Regions from separate parts of the Triticum aestivum genome. Here region 1 is linked to region 2. The links are chromatin contacts, called in public Hi-C maps. All regions are on one chromosome and are shown on one strand. The core of a region is the stretch at or near the end of the contact, and the rest is flanking DNA. Distances in the headings are between cores, read along the strand shown. Region 1 has its middle 3.3 kb from the start of LOC123152178. Region 2 holds the start of LOC123152174 (peptidyl-prolyl cis-trans isomerase FKBP16-3, chloroplastic).

Region 1 (3,216 bases), core at 130-2,629, 230 kb before region 2:
AAGAATCTTAGGGCTTCAAGCAATCTAGAATTCGAGATTTGGGATTATCTTAGGTTGCCTGCTTGTACTGCAAATGTATAATCTGATATGACGCGTACATAAGAACTGTGCAGCAGTCTTGGATTACAACTTAGGATCAGAGGGATACTGAAGAAGTGAAGATGCATTTCTCTCTTTCTCAGGGTTATTTCTATTGCCAGATGCATTAAACTGGACCGTATCAAGAGATAACACCGTCACAATGATTAGAATTGCCTTATTATGGTCTGATTATGTTTACGGATGATGTCCCTTAGCTTGGAATTAAGGTGGGTGGAGCCTAGGTCAAGGGGTTGGAAATCAGAATATATAATTCATTCTTTATTTTTATTCATATCCCATTTCAGTTTATGTACGTACAGACTGTCTTATAGCGTTGTAGGTTTGTCTGGTTGCCAGCGTGTAAACATATACAAAAACGGATAAATACTTTGTATCATGATGATTATTGGATTTTTTTTAGTCCTTTTACATTTCAGTTAGTTCTTGTAAAGCATCTTCTATTTCGTCGTTTTAGTCACATATCATCTTGTATTTCCTATTATCGATTATATAGGCGGAAATCCCTTTTGGAGCTCGGCCTCCAGTGAGGCCTCCAAATTTAAATTTGAAATTTCATTGAAATTCATATTTTTATATTTAAAAAATTCTAAAAAAATACAGATATACATGTAAGCATAACACACATGTGTGTAAATTTTCAGTTCAAAATACATTGAACTGAGGGCTATGCAAAAAAGACAAATCTATGACTGTTTAACACATGATATTATTCATCCTACGAGACCATAAATTTGTCTTTTTTGTACAGGTTGCAAATCAAGGTATTTCATCATGAATTTTTACACACACGTGGATTACATCCTTACATACAAGCATATTTTTTCAGAATTTTTTTAACCATAAAAATTTGAATTTGAATTTTTAAAAATTAAAGGCCTCCAAAACGCCTCTCTCTTATATAGGTAGCTATATAATTTTTGCAGTACATATAACCGAAAAGTATATATAATTTTGATCTAAATTAGTATTTAATATATTTTGCTATGTAGATATTAGGTAATTTTGGCAGTACACATAACTGAAAAGTATATATATTATCTTTCATTTAATTTATATATATATATATATATATATATATATATTTGCAAAAAAAGTTTACTTTATACTATGTGAATCTCATCTGGTTTACGTTTAAGACGTGCGTTGCACGTGCATACTTACTAGTCTCTTACTACTAGACATTTGTTTGCCCATTGTAATGCGGCACTGGTACACGACCAAGTCAATAGTATAAAGGTTGCTCGTAGCTTCCTCCCGTTACTATCGAAAAGAAATCAAAGGCGTGCGTTGTTGAATTCTGCTGCTGCTCCTTGACTTCCGTTCTGCACGTTGCGACGACGTACGTGTAGGCTGCCGTCGTTGGTTCCTCGAAGCAGCCTGTGCGACACGCACGGGCCGTACAACTCCACTTGTTTCGAGTTTGGGTACAGGAAACATCCGAGTATTTAACAAAAAACTACCACGTTTCATGAAAACATGTTTAAAAACTACCATTTTACGAATTTGTGTCAAAAACTATCATTTTTTTACTAATCTGTGACTAAAAACTATCATGTTAGAAAAATGCCCGATTCGCCTTTTCTGAACGCCTTTTTGACAGGATGGGCCCACAAATCAGGTTGACCATTAACTTTGACCATTAAACCCTTTAATGGTCGCGCAATGTGCGCACTCTCGCGCTAGCCACGTCATCACCTAACGATTGGGTGTGATGCGAAGAAAAAAGAATCGAGCTAGCGATTGGACGAGGCTGTGTGTTTGACAGCTTGTTGCTATTGGCCCACATAGCAGGTTTTCGCACACGCGGCCTCTCTACTTTCATCTCCTGCAGCCCCTCGTCCCCTCCCTGCTTCTCCGCCGCCGCCGCCGCCACCACCCTCCAAATCCATCGCACGACTGCAAGAGAGCTAGCCCGCCCGTGCTGGCGACGCGCCTCCGCCTCCTGGTCTTCTCTATCTCAGCACTGGATCCGTCCCCGCCCCCGTTTGGCGTCCCGGTTGATGGCGCTGAGGAGGAGGCGGAGCGGTTCTGTCGTTGGGTTGAGCGGCGGCTGGAACGGGTTGGCCACAGAGATGGCCGTCCGCAGTGTTCTTCTCAGGCAGAGAAGAGGAGGGGAGCGTGAGATGAAGAGGGGACGGAAAGGGAGACAACGAGCCCATGGAGAAGCGCCACCGGGAGCAGATCTGGCCGTCAGCGGTAAGGCGGCGCCCCACTCTAGCCATCTTCCTTCTCCCGCTATGCATATGTTGTTTGTTTGCCAATTTATTGGGCAGATTTTCAACTGGAAGACACAAAGGAGGTGGCGTAATGGGCATGGAGATCCTGGTGTTGGAAGAAGAAGATGAGCAGCCAAATACTTCTAGGTATTATCGTTTGGCATGTTTCATTAAAATTCACATTTGCAAATATTTGTGCTCAGCAGTTCTATCCCTAACTTCATGATTGCTTCTATTAAGTTCATACAGTAACACAAATATTGTGTTTGTACTATGTATTGTTTGCTTGCCTACAAACAGATGGTTGGTATATTTCTTGCAGTTTAGGAACATAGTGAAGTAAGAAATGAGATTAGAAAGAAACCTGAAAGTTTCTTGCGTTGGTAGAGGGCTAATGGGTTATCTTGGAGATAAGGCAAAGGATGTACAATGTACAAGCTGCACTTGTTTGGTTTTGATACTCTTGAACGGTTCATTGTAATTGTGCTATATTTAGATTCTCAAAGTCCTTTTCACTTGTTGCAGGGTTCTATATTAATAAGCATATCTTTGCATTATACAACCTTTTGTATTTTGTCTGCTGTCCTCTTCACACTATCTTACAGCAGCATCTGCTGTGTCAGTACAAAACCTGATTGAAGTTACGAGTTAGGAGACTGCCTTTATACTTGCACAGCTACTACTAAGCCTTTCTTTTTTGTGAATATTGCCCATGTTCTTTTCATTATAATGTACTAGCCTATTGTCTTGCAACATTAATTTTATTTGATCTAAATTACAGGAATGATGAAACTCGTGCCGCCGAGAGGCCACCTCAAGGTGGTGGTGGAGCTGCTCCGGCACCTTGACGCCCAGGGCGTCGGTGAAGAACAGGTCGGGGTACAATGCCCTGTACGTC
Region 2 (2,935 bases), core at 420-2,919:
TTATCAATTCCCAACTAGCTCATTGCTTTTGGGATGATTATGAGGGCCACCACAAATACCACCTGACTGCCTGGAATTCCATTACCATGAGAAAGGAGTTTGGGGGCTTTGGGATTACTGACATTGGGGACATGAATTTGGCCTTATTAGCTTCTTGGATTAGTAGATACTATAACTCCGAGGGTAAAATTTGGAAAAATATTATTGATTCCAAGTACAAACCTCAGAGTAATATATTTGCTTGTCCCAATACTGGAGCATCCCCTTTTTGGAAAGGGGTGCTCTGGGTAGCTCAAGCTGCCAAGGTTGGCTTCTCTTGGAAGATTGGCAATGGCAAAAGGGTTAGATTCTGGGAGGATCATTGGTTTGGTAATGCCACTCTGGTTACCCAGTACTGGGACCTGTATGTTCTAACTAATGAGCAAAATGCCACCATTGATAAAATCTGGGACGACAGTAACCTTAAGCTTACATTTCGGAGATGTTTCACCCAGGAACTTATGTCTCTGTGGTTCGAGCTCTTGGAAATTGCCAGTTCTATCCAACTCATAGTAGAAGAGGACTCCCCATTTTGGAATATGAATTCCAAAGGAGTTTACTCTGTTAAATCCTTTTATAAGTTTCTTAATTTCAGGGGAGTGCTTCCTGTCGGTTCTCCTGCTATTTGGAAGATCAAAATTCCACCTAGAATTCAGATTTTTCTCTGGCTCTTAACTAACAACAAGCTGCTAACCAGAGACAACTTGTGCAAAAGGCAGGATGTAGGTGACCCTACTTGTGTATTTTGCTCTGAACAAGAATCTTGTTCTCATTTATTTAGTACCTGTGTTGTTGCTGCTGAATTCTGGAAAGCCATCTGTGTCCTTACTGGGATTAATGAAGACATTAATATAATGTCCATCTCCATGTACTGGATGAGAGGAGATAGTTTTGCTGCGACTAATATTGTTCATGCAACCGGGCTGTGGGCAATCTGGAAAACTCGCAATGACATGGTTTTTAATAATGTTTGTTGGCCTGACATGCAGGCTATCTGGCGAAAAACTGCATCAAATCTATCTACATGAGAATGCCTTTCCTCAGGGTGTGTCAAGGACAAGTTGGAGTGGGCCGCGAAAGAACTGGAGATGAAAGCGAGAAGCCCACCTCTGCTGCTGTGGCCAGATCCTGGCTGAGGCGTGGAGACACCTTTTGAAGTCCTTCCCTTTGAAGAATCTGCAGTTTCTAGCAGCTCTACACGTTTAAAAGAATGATGTTCTCTTGTTGCTGTCTAGGCTGGGGCGTATGTCACCGGAGTCCTTCTCTTTATGTCTGCAACTCTCTACTTTCTAGTTTTATTTGCTGCTACTGCGGCAGTCCGCCTGCTGTCCGCCGTAAACCTACCTTGTAAGACTTGTACTGAATTGCTGTTTCGTTTCTGAATGGAATGGAACAGGGACGCAACCATTTTCTTCTAAAAAAATATGTCACCTCAATTTTTCGGAGATGCTCGTAAGAATAAGGGTGTACGTGTGTGTTCATAGAAATAAGGGTATGCGCATATATATAAATGTTGTGTCTGTAATGTGTTCAGAAATAATATTAATAAGCGTCCCGTACAAGAACGATAAAAACTCTAGCGGCGTTGATTTAACAAAGCCGAACGCAACGGCCGTTGATTCCGGTCGCCGTGCCCCGTGCGTGGTGTTGCACGCGCGAAGCGAGTGGTGGAGGCTGGACGGCCACCGCGGATTTAATTTGCTCTATCCACTCTCTCCCGTCGACTCGTCCGTGGTCTTCTTCCCGGGCCGTCGTCCTCCTCCTCCCCTTCCCCCTCCCCCTCTCCCTAATCCAATGGCTGCTGCTGCCTCTTCCTCGGCCTCGCCGCTTCTCCTCCCGTCAGGGCCGCGTGGCGCTAGCTCGAGGGCCTGGCTTCCCAGCGGCGGCGGCGGCGGCGGCAGGGCGTTCATCAGAGGTGGCAACAGCAGGGCGCCATGCTGCAGGAGGGCTGCCGCTGGCGGAGGAAGCGCGGCGCAATGCGGAGGAGCTGACGACGACAACGGTGGCGTGGTCACCCGGAGGGGCGTGGTCGGGGCGGTGGTTCTGGGGGTGTCGTCGTCCGCGTTATGCCTGCAGGCCGCGCTCGACGCCTTCGCCGGCGGGCTGCCGCCGGAGGAGAAGCCCAAGCTCTGCGACGCCGCCTGCGAGGCAGAGCTCGAAAATGTACGTTCGCCATGACAGCATCATAGGAATGCAGTATTCCGTTTGCTTGATTCATGCAGTATTTCCTGCAAAATCCATGGAATCAGGCCGCAAATTTTTCTCCTGCGTTTTCAGCTGCCTATGGTGACTACGGAGTCCGGTTTGCAGTACAAGGACATCAAAGTCGGGCAAGGGCCGAGTCCGCCCGTTGGCTTCCAGGTGCTCACCATTACCTCTTCTTTTTGCTCTCTCTTTCGACGATTGCCTGCCAACGCGTAAGCTTCTTGATCACCGTGTGTGTAGGTTGCTGCAAACTGCATCGCCATGGTGCCAAACGGACAGATATTCGACAGGTGAGAGATAACTGAGCTGAGCGCATTTGATGGGTGACAGACTGACCGTGCATTCAGCGTGCACATAATTGGTCAGTAACACTTCGTCCTCTTACCATGTCCTGGTGTTGTTGTGCAGCTCGCTGGAGAAAGGCCAGCCCTACATATTCCGTGTTGGCGCAGGACAGGTATTTACTGCAGGCTCTGATGCATTGCATGCCCCTCTTTTTTTTGGAAAGGGGAGTACCCTGGCCTCTGCATCAACCGATTTGCATGCCCCTCTGGAAGTGACGACTAAAATTAACCCACACAGCTGTGAATTGATCTGAACCTAGAAACACTGTTTATTGACAGTGCTCCGCATTCATCTTCATTGTTTTTTATATAGCTCACCATTCATGCCGAATGGTCTCGCCTTCATC

Evidence for each region. A called contact is a pair of places that touch in the nucleus more often than the background predicts.
Region 1: a contact with region 2 is called in a Hi-C map of leaf, with 3 times the contacts expected there. The contact joins the enhancer-like site here to the promoter of LOC123152174 in region 2. A contact is called at or near these places in 2 of 5 Hi-C or Micro-C datasets (both in leaf).

The regions. Positions count from the first base shown.
Region 1 is chr7A:273,622,349-273,625,564 of IWGSC CS RefSeq v2.1, reverse strand. No RefSeq gene overlaps it. Among protein-coding and RNA genes, the nearest start is that of LOC123152178, 3.3 kb to the right of the region's middle. Within about 2 kb of position 1,379, at least 3 of the 8 cell types and tissues checked have an H3K27ac peak or open chromatin away from gene starts, as enhancers often do. A contact at or near this core is called in leaf, where this site is marked.
Region 2 is chr7A:273,397,025-273,399,959 of IWGSC CS RefSeq v2.1, reverse strand. It overlaps LOC123152174 (peptidyl-prolyl cis-trans isomerase FKBP16-3, chloroplastic), which reads left to right and starts at 1,669. Exons shown (of 6, transcript XM_044571793.1): 1 at 1,669-2,202; 2 at 2,317-2,400; 3 at 2,485-2,534; 4 at 2,653-2,701. The coding sequence starts at 1,834.